Linked DNA regions of Macaca mulatta: region 2 is linked to region 1. The links are chromatin contacts, called in public Hi-C maps. All regions are on one chromosome and are shown on one strand. Each heading gives the region's core, a stretch centred on a gene start, on an enhancer-like site or on the middle of the called end of the contact. The rest is flanking DNA. Distances are from core to core; before and after follow the strand shown.

Region 1 (7,183 bases), core at 2,668-5,167:
CCTCAACCATTAGTACCCCACCCCCTGCCACTTCATGAGTTTCTTCAAATGCTTCTCACTGTTCATCTCTCCATGGACCCTACTCCAGAAAGCCTGGAGACGAGACCCAAGATTCCACCCAGCTTCCCCAAGCCCTTGCCACACATCTGTGAGTCTATCTCACGCTCTGTAAGTGCTGCTTTGCTTCTTCCTCCCTTGAAAAGACTGAGAACACACATTTTAACATGTTAGGAAAATGGCGCAGCCTTAAAAATGACTGATCCCACCACCAGTGACTCATGTACACTCCAGGCTAGCAGACAAGGCCCTTTTCGGTGGGCCTGCTTCTGTGGGTTCACAGAAACCAAATTACTGTGGGTTGCAAAGAATTAGCAGGTCATTTACAAAGCAGACATCCCTTCACCCAGACTGTGGTTTTGCATGCTCAGGTTCTCAGTCTATGAGCTTTGGTGCAGGATCATTTTGGCTTCTGGAAAAAACATAGCTTATTTTAAATTTCTGGTTGCCAAAGCCACCACACATGTGGTCTGTGGATGACCATTGTCTGCAGAATGACGAGGAAGGAACAGAATGTGGTTTGGGGCTCAGGGTGGCCTTCCCACTGGGAGGGAAGGCGGGAGGGAACCCTTGCCCTGGGTTTTGACACAGCCTGTGCTCACAGCCTCTCCTCTCATCTGCATTTCTCAGAAATGCCCTCCCTGCCCAGTGGTGACTTTCCCTCGTCACTCCTATGGAGTTCTACCCAGAGCCCAGCCATGTGTGGCACTGTGAAGTCTACTCCTCTGTAAAGACGGTTTAAAGAAAGTCAGCTTCTGAAATGTAGCAATGCTAGCCCTTGCCAGAATCCTGTAAGAAGTAGCCCTGCTGATAGTTTTCTAGGTTTATCATGTTTGATTTTTACACTGAAAAATAAAAAAATCCTGGTATGTTTGAAATTAGTCCTTGTGCATCCTTATCATTTGTAGCTGCTAGTGTCAGGATGTAGAAGGGTTTCATCCCACCCCAAGGAATACTTTCTTAATTTCGCCCCTATATTTCTTAAAGTCCAGTTATCAAGAAAAATGAATTATCACTGAAATCAAGGTTCTCACCTGACGCCTTGCTGAGCCTACCACTGTGATCCTGCTGCTGGCCCCTGTACCCACATGATAGGGTTCCTGGTTCCACTGGTCCTTAGTTCACTAAGGAAACTGGAAGAGGTTGGGGACCTGGACTTAGCACGATCAGCACATTCAGCACAGTGCACCCCTATTCCAAGTCACTGCTCTGCCTTCCTCCCTCAACAGAGGTTCTTCTTAAAATATAGTCAAGTTCTGACTTTTTCATGTGTCGGGGCTCATTGACATCCACATTGGGAAACTGGAGTTGCAGTCCTTAAACTCCACCATATTTAACTAGTTTTTAGATACTTGGAGACCCAAACCGAAGGTGTTAGGGGGAAAAGTCCTAAGAGAATGGCATAGGGATGGGGCTGCTTTCTGCCCATCGTGATTGTGTTCTCTCTTAGAAAACATTAGAGAAGGTAGAGAGAGAGTCTGGCCTTTGCTCAGCCTCATCTAAAGCACCCTCCATTTTCCCTCTTCTGTGGAAGAGGCATGAAGAAGATGGTCTGAAGTTTTAAGACTAACAAATGTGGGGCCAGGCTGGCACCAGCGTCCTCTGGCTCCAAGTTCAGCACCATCTCCCTCCCATCAGTACCCCAAAATGTCCGAACTGGTTGAGGGTCTCCTACTGGAGTCTTGCTCAAGCTGAGGAGGAGAAAGGAATGGCATGGCACCCTGCCTTTGCATTTTAGCACTGAATACATTCAAAAACGGCCCCTCAGTAGCTGGTTTTCAGCCCTGGAGAGAAGATTATATGGCCTTCTCCATCCTCAATCCCTTCCCAAAGCAGAAGCAGCTCAGGCAGAAGAGAGGGAGACAGGGAGACCCTGACCCCCTTTGCCAGCAAACAGTGACTGGAGACTCAAGCCGGCGTTGGGGTTGAATGGACTCCCGGGCTGAGAAGAGTTTTCCTTCCTGATTCTTGGTAGGTAATTCGATGCCCTAGAGGGTGGTGGACCTGGCAGTGGAGGCCACCCCACACCTGCACCCTCCTCCCCCTCCTCCATCACTCAAAACCCAGGAACATTCACTTAGGCTGCTGTGCCCAAGCCTCCACCTGCAGGCAACTGCCACCCGAGGGCAGGCAGGGGGAAAGGACCTAGCTCCTTGCCCTCATATCCTGTCCCTCAGAATCCAGGGTCTGAGGAAGAGTGGAGGTGACAGCTCCAGGAAGACCAGAAACACTGGCCCAAGGGATGGTGGAGGGGTGCATTCGGCCCAGGCCACAGTTTGGGCTGTGGAGCATTCCCGGATCAGACGGTTGTTTGCATAAAAGCCAAAAGCCACTGCACCTGGGGTGGGGAGGCCCTCTGGGGAGGTGCTCCCTGGCTTGGGGGAGAGGGGGGAAGGAAGGTGTCATGGAAAGTCCCTGAAGGACACGGGGTGTTGAATTTGCTGTGGTTTTGTTTTTAACTCTGTCTTGACCTGTGAAGTAGGCAGCTGCCTCCCTTCCCCCCAAATAACAGACCTTCCCCCAGAATAACACACACATACCCAAGGAAAGGGCTGCAGTGGAAAGGCCTGCGGGTGATGGCAGCTGCCCCCCTTCCCCAGGAGTGAGGGGGCAGGAAGCCCCAGAACAGCTTTTCCCATCACCTTGCCTCTCCACCCCAGTCCCCTGGCCCCCTGGCCCAGAAGAGCTGCCTAGGCAAATAAACCACAGCACTGGGGGTGGTGGTGGATGGGAACTAGGGGGGCGATGCCACCTCCTCCCCCAGGCTTGTCCTTCCACCGCCCAATCCCCATCCCACCCCCACTGGAATTGCATTCTCAGTGTCTCCCTGAGAATGTCTCACTCACAGACCTCAGCTGCCCCGCTAGACTCCTGGGGAGCTGTGTGTCTCTTTGCGTGTGAGTGTCTGTCTCCATCTGCGCCTGTCTCTCTCTCTGCATGTCTGTCTGTGTTTGTGTCTGTCTGCCTGTGTGTCTGTGTGTGCGTGCACATGTCTCGTGTGTGTGTGTGTGTGTGTGTGTTTGTGTGTGTTGGGGAAAAGCAGGCAGAGTCAGTGAATCCAGCAAAGCTCTGAAGTCCCAAGCAAAAGACAGTCGCAGACTCCCGCGAGTATTTGGAGTCTGGTTCCAATCCCAGCGCTCTCCCTCTCGGCATGAGCCCAGACACTTGACTTTCCCTTCTGGGCGTTGATTTTCCCCAGAGTCAGGGATCTCTGAAGGGCCTTCCAGCTGGTACTCCTAAGACTGGCCTCAACCTCACTGAACCAGCCGGGCTCTAGGTCTTCCCTCTCCCTCCTCTCCTCACTGGGCGCTGGAGCTAGAGTAACAGTGGCCCGGCCCGTGATTCTCTCTCTCGAGGCCATTTTCCTAACTGCTCTATCAAATTCCAATCCTGGGCCCCAGGGGTAGGGGACAGGGTCCCCTCACCTGTGGAATTGTAGGAGGCTCGGAATATGCGCGCTGAGGCTGGGTCTGAACCCTTGGTCCCTGCCCTTTCTCAGGTTCTCCTCTTAATTCTGCGTGGACCCAGACCCCAGATTCCCGGCTGGGGTGCCTGGGAGAGGAAAGCGAGGCTGGCGGAGAGGGGGCAGGGGTGCGGCGCGCGGTGGGAGTGAGGGGGGTGTGAGGGGAGGGGCAGCTGCACTTCTGAGAAACAGCTCGGCGTCTCAGCAGCCCGCAGCCTAACCCCCTGCCTGCGGCTTCACAGCTCCCTCCTACCGCCGCCCACGCCGCTCGGGGCCTCTCCGGGGGTCGGCAGCCCCGGCGGAGGCGGTGGCTGCTGGGGAAGAGCGGCAGCTCGGGGGACAGCAAAGTGGAACCCATGGGGGGTGGGAGTGGACATGGAAGAAAGTGTGGGTCGCGTGACACCCCGGGAGTAAAAGGCCTCCCCTCATCGGGGTCCCGAGCGCCGGATCTCGGCATGCCCGCGTGTCCCCCCGCCGCCCCCACGCTGTCCCATCGCAGCCCGAGGGGGATCCAGAAGTGAAACTGCCCGGGTCACAGCCCAGCGCCGCTACTGCACCCCGCCCCGCCCTTCCGGGCACTGCCGTGGCGCAGGATCTCCCGGCGCTCGGGCGCCTGCGGGGAGGAAATGGGGGAGGGGCAGGGGAAGTGCCCCGCGGGCATCTGCAGCGCGCGGCTGCTCTCCTCGGGGGTGCCCGCGCGTAACCGGGGTGGGAACCTGGAGAGACCCAAGCCCGGGAGGCCAGGCTGCGGCGCCCGCACTTCCCGCGACGGCCGCTGGGTGTCACTGCAGCCGCGCGGCTGACCCGGCTCGGCGCCTGCGGGAGTGGGAGACGCTGGGACGCCGGGACTAGGCCGCCGCGCCGCACGCCAGTCTCGCCTGCCCGCGCCTGGAGGCCCCGCGACGCTGGGATGCGGCGCCCACACCTCCCTCCACCCGCCTGGCCAAGGGAGCACCCCCCGCGCCGCCCACCTACTCGCAGCGAGGCCCGGACTAAGCAGAGTTCCGCAGCGACCGGCTCGTTGCTGCGGCGCCACGCAAGCCACGAGACCTATGGCGCGTTCCCCCCGACCTCGCGGGGCCCAGTTCAAAGAGCCGCGAGCCCGACGCGCGCCCCCTGGCGAAGCCAGCGGCCTTGCCTCCGCAGAGACACGAGGGGCCGCCACGACCGCGGGTAGCTTGGTGAGGCCTGGCGCCTGTCGGCCCCGGCACGCGCGTGCGACCCGGGTGGTGGCGGAAGGGCGGGCAGCGGGGCAGATCGCCTCCGGCACAGGCCCAGAGCGGCTGAGAGACTGGTCCCCCATGCATCCTCCCCTACCCCAGCCTGCCCTGACAATCCAGCCTTACCCAGTCACCCACTGGCCCCAACACTAAGCTCCTTCAGTAGACGTGTGGGGCAGGGTGCCTTAGCCTGGGAGGAAGGAACCCAAAGATGGGGAATCTGTGTCGGGACTGACAGGTGGAAGAGAGCCAGGGTCGGCCAAGGCCGGGCAAAGAGATTCCCTGGATGGATGGGTGCGGTGACTCAGGCCTGTAATCCCAGCGCTTTGGGAGGCCAAGGCGGGGGGATCACTTGAGGTCAGGAGTTTGAGATCAGCCTGGCCAACATGGCAAAACACCGTCTATTAAAAATACAACAATTAGCTGGGCGTGGTGGCGCACGCCTGTAATCCCAAGCTACTCGGGAGGCTGAGGGAGGAGAATCGCTTGAACCCAGGGGGCAGAGGTTGCAGTGAGCTGAGATCAGCCAGTGCACTCCAGCCTGGGCGACAGAGTAAGACTTCAAAAAAAAAAAAAGAGAGAGAGAGATCCCTGGAATCTTTTGGGAGATTGGGGCAGTGCCAGTAGGAATGCCCTGGAGGACAGGACTCAGGGCACGGGAGTTGGGCAGGGGAATGCGGATGACAGTGCCTGTTGGTCACAGCTGCGTGAGGGTGCGGGTGGCTTACAGCTTCCCCTCCAACTCCAAGGTCAGAGGGCCCAGTTCCACTACCCAGACCTTAAGGAGATCCACGTGGTTGTCCTGAGGGGGTGGTTTCTGCCTTCCATTCTCCCTCAGTCTGCCCCAAACCACCCTAAGATAAACCTAATCCAAGTAAGAACAAAGTTCTTACGACAGAAACACAGCTCCAGTCCGGGCGCGGTGGCTCCCACCTGTAATCCAGCACTTTGGGAGGCTGAGGTGGGCAGATCACCTGAGGTTGGGAGTTCCAGAGACGAGCTTGACCAACATGGATAAACCCCGGCTCTACTAAAAATACAAAATTAGCTGGACGTGGTGGTTCATGTCTGTAATCCCAGCTACTCAGGAGGCTGAGGCAGGAGAACTGCTTGAACCCAGGAGGCAGAGGTTGCAGTAAACCAAGATCACACCATTGCACTCCAGCCTGGGCAACGGAGCGAAACTCCGTCTCAAAAAACGCAAAAACAAAAAAAGCGAAACAAACAACAACAACAACAAAAACGCAGCGCCAGCTAAACAGCCCCCCAGGTGCCCATCATAGAAAAACTTGCCCCTTCCTTGGGGTAGATGCAGCCCTGTGAGAGGGTGTCAGATGACATCATAACTCAACCCACATGGGATTGAATTTCAGGCCTCATCCCCATTTCCCAACACCGCCCCTTCCTGTATGGAGAGCCTCGGGAACCCTTGCGGAGCAGCCTCAGCGCTCTCCCCCGAAACCCCAGGATGGCCCACACCCCCAGGCTCTGCAGTCCAGTCTGCAACATCCAACTAACTCCCCCAGGATCCAACTTCTTTTCTGTCTCCCCCAGCTCAACTGAGAGCTCAGAGTCCTAATTGCCACTGCGTACTCCCCCTCAAGCCCCAAAGCTGAAGTTCTGCCAACAGCACAGGACAGGAAAGCAGTCTCTGCAGACCCCCACCACTGAGCGAGTTGGACCAAGCCCTGACCTCTCTGGGCCCTCTTTCTGTCTGTTGCACCAGATCAGTACTTCACTGGTTCAAGCCTTTTTCCTGAATATACCATAAGGCTCAAGTTCCAGATAGAAAGGCAGTGCATCCCCCATCACCACCCCAACCTGCCCCTCACGCCCCTGCCAGAACCCTTGGGTCTGGGAAGCAGTTCGAAAACTGCTTATTGGATAGTTTGGAAAAAGAATCCTTCCAAGTGGCTTTGGGCTCCCCTCTCTGTGTCCTGTCCTTCCTCTTTTCGTCCCTCATCAGGGTGCCTGGCACTGGGGCCCAAGGAAGGAGCCAGACAGGGTCCCTGACCTGATGTTGAACCCTCGGGCCTGTCCACCACCCGTGAACTTGGATGTTGCAGAACTGGCCAGGGCTTTGTCTGGATGCCCCGCCCATGGAGGTGGGCTCCCCTAGAATCATGCCCATCCCCATCCCAAAGTCCAGAGCGTTGGCAGCAGTCCTCCCTCCCCTCCACACTTGAGCAGGCAGGGAGGCCAACACTGTAGCCACACCCTCCACAGAACCCCTACCCTAAAGGCCCATAGTGCTGCCAAGGATGGCAGTGTTCCCTGGCACCCGGCTCCCACCAGCCACGCTGGCCCCGGGAAGCCAGAATGTGTAATGCATGGCAGGCAGCACTTCGTGTCAACTCCCCAGATGTGGGCTCTGTCACCCTCTCTCAGTACTGGGTCCTCCTCTGCATGGAAAGATGATGAGGAATTTCCCCTTTGCCCTCAA
Region 2 (7,183 bases), core at 3,434-5,933, 110 kb before region 1:
TTCCTCGGGAAAGTTTCACTGCAGAGATAAAGGACATTTGAGCTGAGCCCTGAAGGATGCGTGTGAGTTTTCCAGTTAATAAAGAGAGGATTAAAGATATTCCAAACAGAAGGCCTTGGAAATCACTCCTCTGCGTGGCTTTCCCGCGTTGCAAAGCAGCAGAGACACCTGGAAGTGAGATGGCATCAGAGAAAGAGATCTGGAATAAATCCCAGCCCCTTGTGAGCTGCAAGGCTTTAGAGCAAGGCGACACAATAGGGGTCGCTGTAAGGATGAAAAGATGCGACCGTCGTGAACTGCCAAGCAGATGCTTGGTATAATAGATGCTCAATAAAGGCTGGCTCGTTCCCCTTCCCTCCAGGTAAGGGAAGCTCTTCCGGGAAGAGCTTCGCAGTTCCAGCCCCTCCAATGGGCCCGCGTGTGTAGAGGTCCTTATTACCTGGCTGTCCTGTCTTGCCATAAACGAAGCCCTTCGTATTGAATAACGTAGAACGCGGGCATCGGACTGCGGAGGAAAGAAACCACTGACTTTTACTTAGAAGAGGAGCGGGGTTCAGAGTCGGGCAGGGCAGGGCAGGGCGAAGGAGGCAGGACCGGGAAGCTCGGGCAGAGGGAGAGGACTGGGCACCGGGCGGAGGGAGCCCCACCTCCTGTGAGGCACCAGAGCACCGCGGAGAGTAGGACCCACGTTCGCATCACAGTTCAGGGGCTGGCCTTGCAGGAGGCGTCGAGGGACAGACCCCTTCCTACCTCAGCCCCGGCCCAACACCTCCGCACCGCCCCACCTCCTACACAGTGCGGAGCAGAACGCCGGGGTCGCCTCCCCTACCCGTCCGTCGCCACCGCGGGAGCGGACGCGCAGGAGAGCGCGTGCGTGCTTCGATTCTCGCGCGCTGGGGCTGGGCGACGGCGAGGGAGGCGAGGCGAACGCCAGTTCCCCTCGCGCCCACAGGGCAGCAGGCCTGCGAATCTTCGCGCCTCGCTTCCGGCGCCATTTTCTCGCGCTCCTGGCCCCTTGTTCTCTGAGTGGAGCGGAAGGGAGGAAGAGAGTAAAGGAAAAGAAGCCACAGCGTCGCGTTCCGGGGATTCCCCAGACTAGGGGCTGAAGGGATCAAGGAGAGAACACCGCGAGTCACAAGGACCGTGGTGGGGTAGGGCGGCTAGGGGATGCGATGAGGAATCCCCTAGGAAGGGGACCTGAGGAAGGCAGAGACTTGTGACAATTTCCCCCTCACGTGAAGCAGAGAGGCCCGTGTGGGGATTTCCTGCGCCTCTCTTCTCATGAACACTGAAACTGTGTGTCCAATCTCTTTCAAACTGACACGCGATTTTTACCTAATTGCATTCTTTACCCGCAAGACCAAGACCCAGAAGAGCCACTACTGAGCCAAGAAGGCGCCTCTGGGCCTTCCCACTCGAGAGGAACGTTGAATCTTCATTTTCACTTCAAGTATGAGGCGATGTGAGAGACCTCCCCCAGTGCAAAGGTATCTAGGTTGATGAAGTGACCTTGCTTTAAAAATGGGCCCAGTTGTAAGGCAAGAGCCAGATTGGCTTTTTCTGTAGGGATGAATGATTAGTCAAGATCAGGGAGCTCCAAAGGGGATCATGCCCTCGTCTTTGATGGTTCCTTCTTGGCTACTAGTTTGGTGACCCGAAAGGCCCTGTGCGTTGTCTGTTTCTTAGCAGCGGGACACCACCCTCAGTAGTGGTTTTGAGTAGGCTGGTTAGTAGAGAGAGCCCAAGGTTCAGACAGGGTGCAGAATGGTTATTTTGGGTGAGATCAAGAGTTTTCGGTTTTATTTCCTTTGAGCCGAGTCAGTACTTGGACTATCTCATATGGTCCAGGAGCAACCTTTGTCAGTAATTTCATTTTTAGTCACTGTTAATTTTACCTATATAGCATAAGCCATGAAATGTGACTCAGTGAGTCAGATCCACCCATTGTCAGTTACCATGTCTGGATTCATGGTCTGGTCTCAACTGCTCTCTTCTTAAGGTAATGATAATGAAGACAGATTTAGGCATTATCTTGATTCCCTACAAGTTCGTCATTCCAGTTTTTGTCAAAGTACATTATAAATCCACAGTGTGTTTTATTGGCTTCTCGGTTTTTGGTAAGTAATTGATCCTTGTAAATCCTGTGTGATAAACTAAATCCTATGAGAGGAGACTTAACCAAATGAGTAATAGTTGTCTGTCAGAAGTACCCATCCACTCTTTTTATATAAACTTTTTATTTTAGAAGAGTTTTATATTTACAGAAAAATTGCAAAAACAGTACAGGGAGTTTTTACATACTCCCTCCCGATTTTCCCTATTACTGACATCTTACATTGGTATGGTACATTTCTTACAATTAATGAACCAATATTGATACATTACTATTAACTGAAGTCCAAACTTTATTCAGATTTCCTTACTTTTTTATTCAATGACCTCTCCACCCCGTTTCTTTTTGTTTGTTTGTTTGTTTGTTTTTGCTCCAGGATCTCATGCGGGATCCCACATTACCTATAGTCATTGTATCTCCTTAGATTCCCCTTGGCTGGGTCAGACTTCTCTTGTTTTTGAAGGTCTTGACCTGGCTTTAACTGGTGAGGTATTTTGTAGAATGCCTCTCTACTGGAATTTTGTCTTTCTGCATATTAGACTGGAACTATGGGTTCTTAGGATGAAGATTACAGAGATAAAATGACATTCTCATCACATCATATCAAGGAGACATACTATCAACATGCCTTATCACTTGATGTTAACCTTGGTCTGCTGGCTGAGGTACTGTTTGTTAGGTTTCTCCACTGTCAGTTTATTCCCCCGCTTTCATACTATACTCTTCGGAATGAAGTCACTTTGTGCACCCACACTTAAACAGTGGGGATTTATGCTACATCTCCTTGAAGATGGAGTAGCTACATAAATTATTTTACCAATCCACTTTCAATCCACTTAGGTATCACTCTCAGGAGTCTGAAATACTCAGTATTGAACTATTTACAGAGTACTAACACATTCTACTGTCAAATATACAGAGAACATCGTAATGGAAAATCATAAAGTTTCCTTACAACTTTTTTTTTTTTTTTTGAGATGAAGTCTCACTCTGTTGCCCAGGCTGGGGTGCAGTGTTATGATCTTGGCTCCCTTCAACCTTCGCTTGCAGGGTTCAAGCGATTCTCCTGCCTCAGCCTCCTGAGTAGCTGGGATTACAGGCGTGCGCCACCACAGCCAGCTAATTTTTGTGTTTTTAGTAGAGACAGTATTTCGCTATGTTGGCCAGGCTGGTCTCGAACTCCTGACCTCGTGATCCACCTGCCTTGGCCTCCCAAAGTGCTGGGATTATAGGTGTGAGCCACTGCGCCTGGCCCACAGCTTTTTAATAACCAAATAAGTTTTCATCCTCATACCATCCTTGTGAAATTTTACAGTTCCTCTTCTGCTACTTTTGATGTGCTATTTTTGCTTCTAGAAACTAACAAACAACAAATTTCCCCTTTCAGTACTAAAATTAGACCTAGTGTTTAGAGTATTTCTCCAAAATTGATATCCTGCAGAACTCCCAACTCATGCAGTTATAGAGATGCTACTGTGGTGCTTAAAGCCAGTGTAGTTTTTCACCCACTTAAATATATTTATATATACAGACATCACATAGACTGCCTATACCAACGACGTACTCTTGTTAAAACTACAATTCATAAAATTACAGCATTTATACTTTAACTTGTAAGTGTGGGTTTCTTCTGATATGGTCAGCTGATGCACAAACCCTCAACCTTAAGTTTCAAATATATTTGTATACACTCATATAATTTTCTAATAGCGGAGACGGTGGCCTTTTGAGACTCATTCGTATATTGTCCAACACTCTGGGCATCTTTAGAAGGGCTCACCTGAACAATGTCACTTAAACCTCAATGTGAAGAAAAGTTCTGCTTTGAAAAACAGTTTTGTGGTCACTTCCCCTTTCCTCTCTCTGCAGTCCAATGTGTGCTTTACCTCTGGACAGTAGGGAGGATGTTGGGAGAAGATGTTGACTGATACATATCTGTATACTAACATCTTTAAGTTAATTTTACTATCTTACTGCCCCCACCTTCAACCCTTAGCTCTACTTTCTTTGATTAATTTTCTGGTACATCCTGTACGTATTTTTGTAAGGTGTCTATTTGGAAGAAGGCAGGCTGGGAGAAAATCAACACACTCTATAAAACACTCACTCTATTTATATAGAGTGGGTAGTATTGTGTGAGTGGTGGCAAATAAACCAAGCAGTTCCCAGAGGGAAAATAAAAGTGAGATAATTGCTTCCAAAAATTAAAAAGTTGAATTGATAAAAGTGCCAAAATCCAACTGTCTTTCTGAAAACTTGGATAAAAAACTTTTACCATGTGAAATGAAAAAGTGAGGAAGGAAAAAAAAAATACTTTGAAAGAAGGGAGTTCTCATTGATACTTTCCACGGCTGTTATCACAGAATCTAGACAAAAAGTTCCAGATCTCCCTCAATTTAAAATAAACGTCTTTGAACTTGAGCTTGCCAAGAAAGCGAGGCTGACCCCCCACCCTCCGTGTGATATTACTTTTCTCATCCATTATCCTTCTAAAATAGACATTTTGAGACAATTTAGTGATGCGCCATTTCCATCCTGTCGGGGTTCCTTGGGTTTGACATTCAAAAGGGGGCTGGAGGTGCGGAACCCGCCGCACTCCACGGCCAGCGTCCTTTAAAGCAGCCGCCAGCCAGCGCCGCTGTAACCCCGCGCACCGGCAGGTCGCCGGCTCCTGCCCCTTTCAGTCTGCGCCGACGCGGCGGCCGGATCCCGGGGACTCCCCGTGCCGGGAATCTCCCGCCAGCTGCGCGCTGAGTCCAGGCGACGGCAGGAGCACGTGGAGAGGCCGGGTAGCCACAGCGGCAGCTCCAGCCGGGCCGGGCAGCGACATGGAAGGTGAGCCTCCAGCGCGCTTCTTTTCTCCGGGGTCTTTGAGAAGCTTGGCCTGTGCAAGCAGCAGAAAGAGTTTCTTATGAATCTCGGTTTTGCTTCTATTTATTTCTTTTGTCAAAAGTAAATATGAGGTATTTCAGAGGACAAAGCGCGTCGGTTCTCGTACGTCTCTCACTTGTCCTTCCCCCGCCCTTTGGAAAGTGATAACTTCTTTGCAATTTTATTTCTAAAGGGTTGTCAGACATGGGGGGTCTACCCTACATCTGCAGAGGAAGAGCACTTAAGGGGTGTCCCTGAAACGGCTGCAAATCTGGGGGTGGAATAACCAACACTTTTGGATATTTTTTCCTTCGTGGCCTCAGTGTTCATTGGAATTACGCTAATCTGAGTAACTTGTTTTCTTACAAGGGTAAATGGTGTCATCTGGGAAAGGTACATTTTAAAGCGGTTGGCACTTGCAGTTCCCTTGGGATTCGATCTTCTAAGAGTCTTCTTTACCCAACGCAAAAATCAGGTTTACTTTAGGAGTTTCATGTTAATTAATTTTGAAAGTCGTAACGCTATCCTCGCTTCTCAAACATTTTTCATTCTATACTTCCTTGGGATACCTAAAATTTCACACTGCTACTGTAAACTCTTCAGTGGTCTTTTCAACAAGTGTTTCTAAAACCTTGAAAATGGCAAATGCATCTCAACTGGGGGGATGGTGGGATTATGAAATTCAGAATTTCATTCTATTAAAAATGAGATATTGACACCTAACTAAAATGTTACTTTGATAAATATGAAGATTGTGAATATTTTCTTCATAATAATGGGAGGATCTCTAATTAACAATGAACTGATCTTTGGCAGCTTTATTTCTAGAGTATATTAAGTTATTAAAATATCAAAAATTTATGCTTTTAATTTTTTAAATTAGGGATTGAAAACTTAAAAAATTTTGCATTTTTAACATTTAAATAATGGTCTATTGAAGTGTAATTTTTAACAAAGGTTTTATTGGCCAATAGCAAGGAAAAAAAGTCGGGCTGTTGTATACTATGGGAAAAATAATTTTTAAAAAGCTCTTATGCTTTAATTATTACAAATGATTAATTTGTTTTTATGAAATTATAAATCAGTACTCCGACACTATTTTTCCTAGCCTTAACCATACCACATATCAAGGATAATGTACAGAATCATGTAAATCCATAGAAACTGGAGTATTTCTCTATAAATGTTAATACTTCCAAATTCATTTATTTAATGTAAAATTAAGAAACTAATCTTATTATATAGAATAAAGAAACATATCTTAGGTTATTGGTGTACTAACACAGATATTTAATAAGCCTGGATGAAGACTCGCTTAAGAAGAAAAGAATGAAAACTTGTGTAGAATTTAATTTACAATGTGTAGACTATAAATGGAAAGAGAATATAGATCAATAATTTTTAAAAGTTGTGTTTACATGATTAGATTAAATTTATAGGTCCATGGAGAGAGTGTAGATTATGCTTAATGCAAAAACTTTAACATTTAAATTTTAAAAAGAGGTTAATTATGTGAATTTGGCTATATTAATGTCAGGTCCTTGAGGATAGAGTGTTTGATGTGGTAAAATACCTAGTTCATTATGGCTACCCAAAATTGACTAATCTGTCCCATGTTTTTGATATTTAAAATATTTTTATATCATCTTGTGGTTTTGATTTAAGTCTAGAATAGAGATTTGGTCTGTAGTGTATACCTCTCTTGGCAATGTAAGAAAGTAGAATACTTCATGGAATGCTTTTATTTTCTGCCCAATTTGGGGGTCACATTGATTCATAACAGTTTATTTTACAATGCAATACTGAATATAATTCATTCAACATATAAAGTCATTTAGCAAATTCATTTATCTTTTAATTAATGTATTGAGACTTTCTGTGTATGAAGATGTCAGATGAATAAACTTTTGAAATAGAAATCTTGTAGAAATGAAGATTTAATGCATATACTAAATCAGAAGCTATAGCTTTTTAATTTTCTCACAATCTGTGACCTTAAATATTTTCTACCCAAAGACTCTTTATGAATCACTAAATTTTATTATTTGTACTATAACATCTCTTCTGTCTGTTATGGTCAGGAAATGAGGCGGTTCACAAACATGAATTTCACAGGTAATGGCAGACTTCTTATTTAATGTAAAACATTTTTATTTTTAACAATATTGAGTAAAAATTTTTCTAAGTATATTTATTACA

Evidence for each region. A called contact is a pair of places that touch in the nucleus more often than the background predicts.
Region 2: a Hi-C map of blood shows a contact between it and region 1, with 4 times the contacts expected there. The contact joins the promoter of IKZF3 here to the enhancer-like site in region 1. A contact is called at or near these places in 4 of 14 Hi-C or Micro-C datasets (CD4 T cells, blood, cortical neurons and 1 more).

Annotation. Positions count from the first base shown.
Region 1 is chr16:64,106,060-64,113,242 of T2T-MMU8v2.0, reverse strand. IKZF3 (IKAROS family zinc finger 3) reads left to right here. Exons shown (of 9, transcript XR_013406651.1): 9 at 1-935. Among named protein-coding and RNA genes, the nearest start is that of GRB7, 18 kb to the right of the region's middle. Within about 2 kb of position 3,917, at least 23 of the 40 cell types and tissues checked have an H3K27ac peak or open chromatin away from gene starts, as enhancers often do. A contact at or near this core is called in blood, where this site is marked.
Region 2 is chr16:64,212,179-64,219,361 of T2T-MMU8v2.0, reverse strand. It overlaps IKZF3 (IKAROS family zinc finger 3), which reads left to right and starts at 4,683. Exons shown (of 9, transcript XR_013406651.1): 1 at 4,683-4,948. ZPBP2 (zona pellucida binding protein 2) reads right to left here and starts at 838. Exons shown (of 8, transcript XM_015119546.2): 1 at 648-838; 2 at 440-505. The coding sequence starts at 696.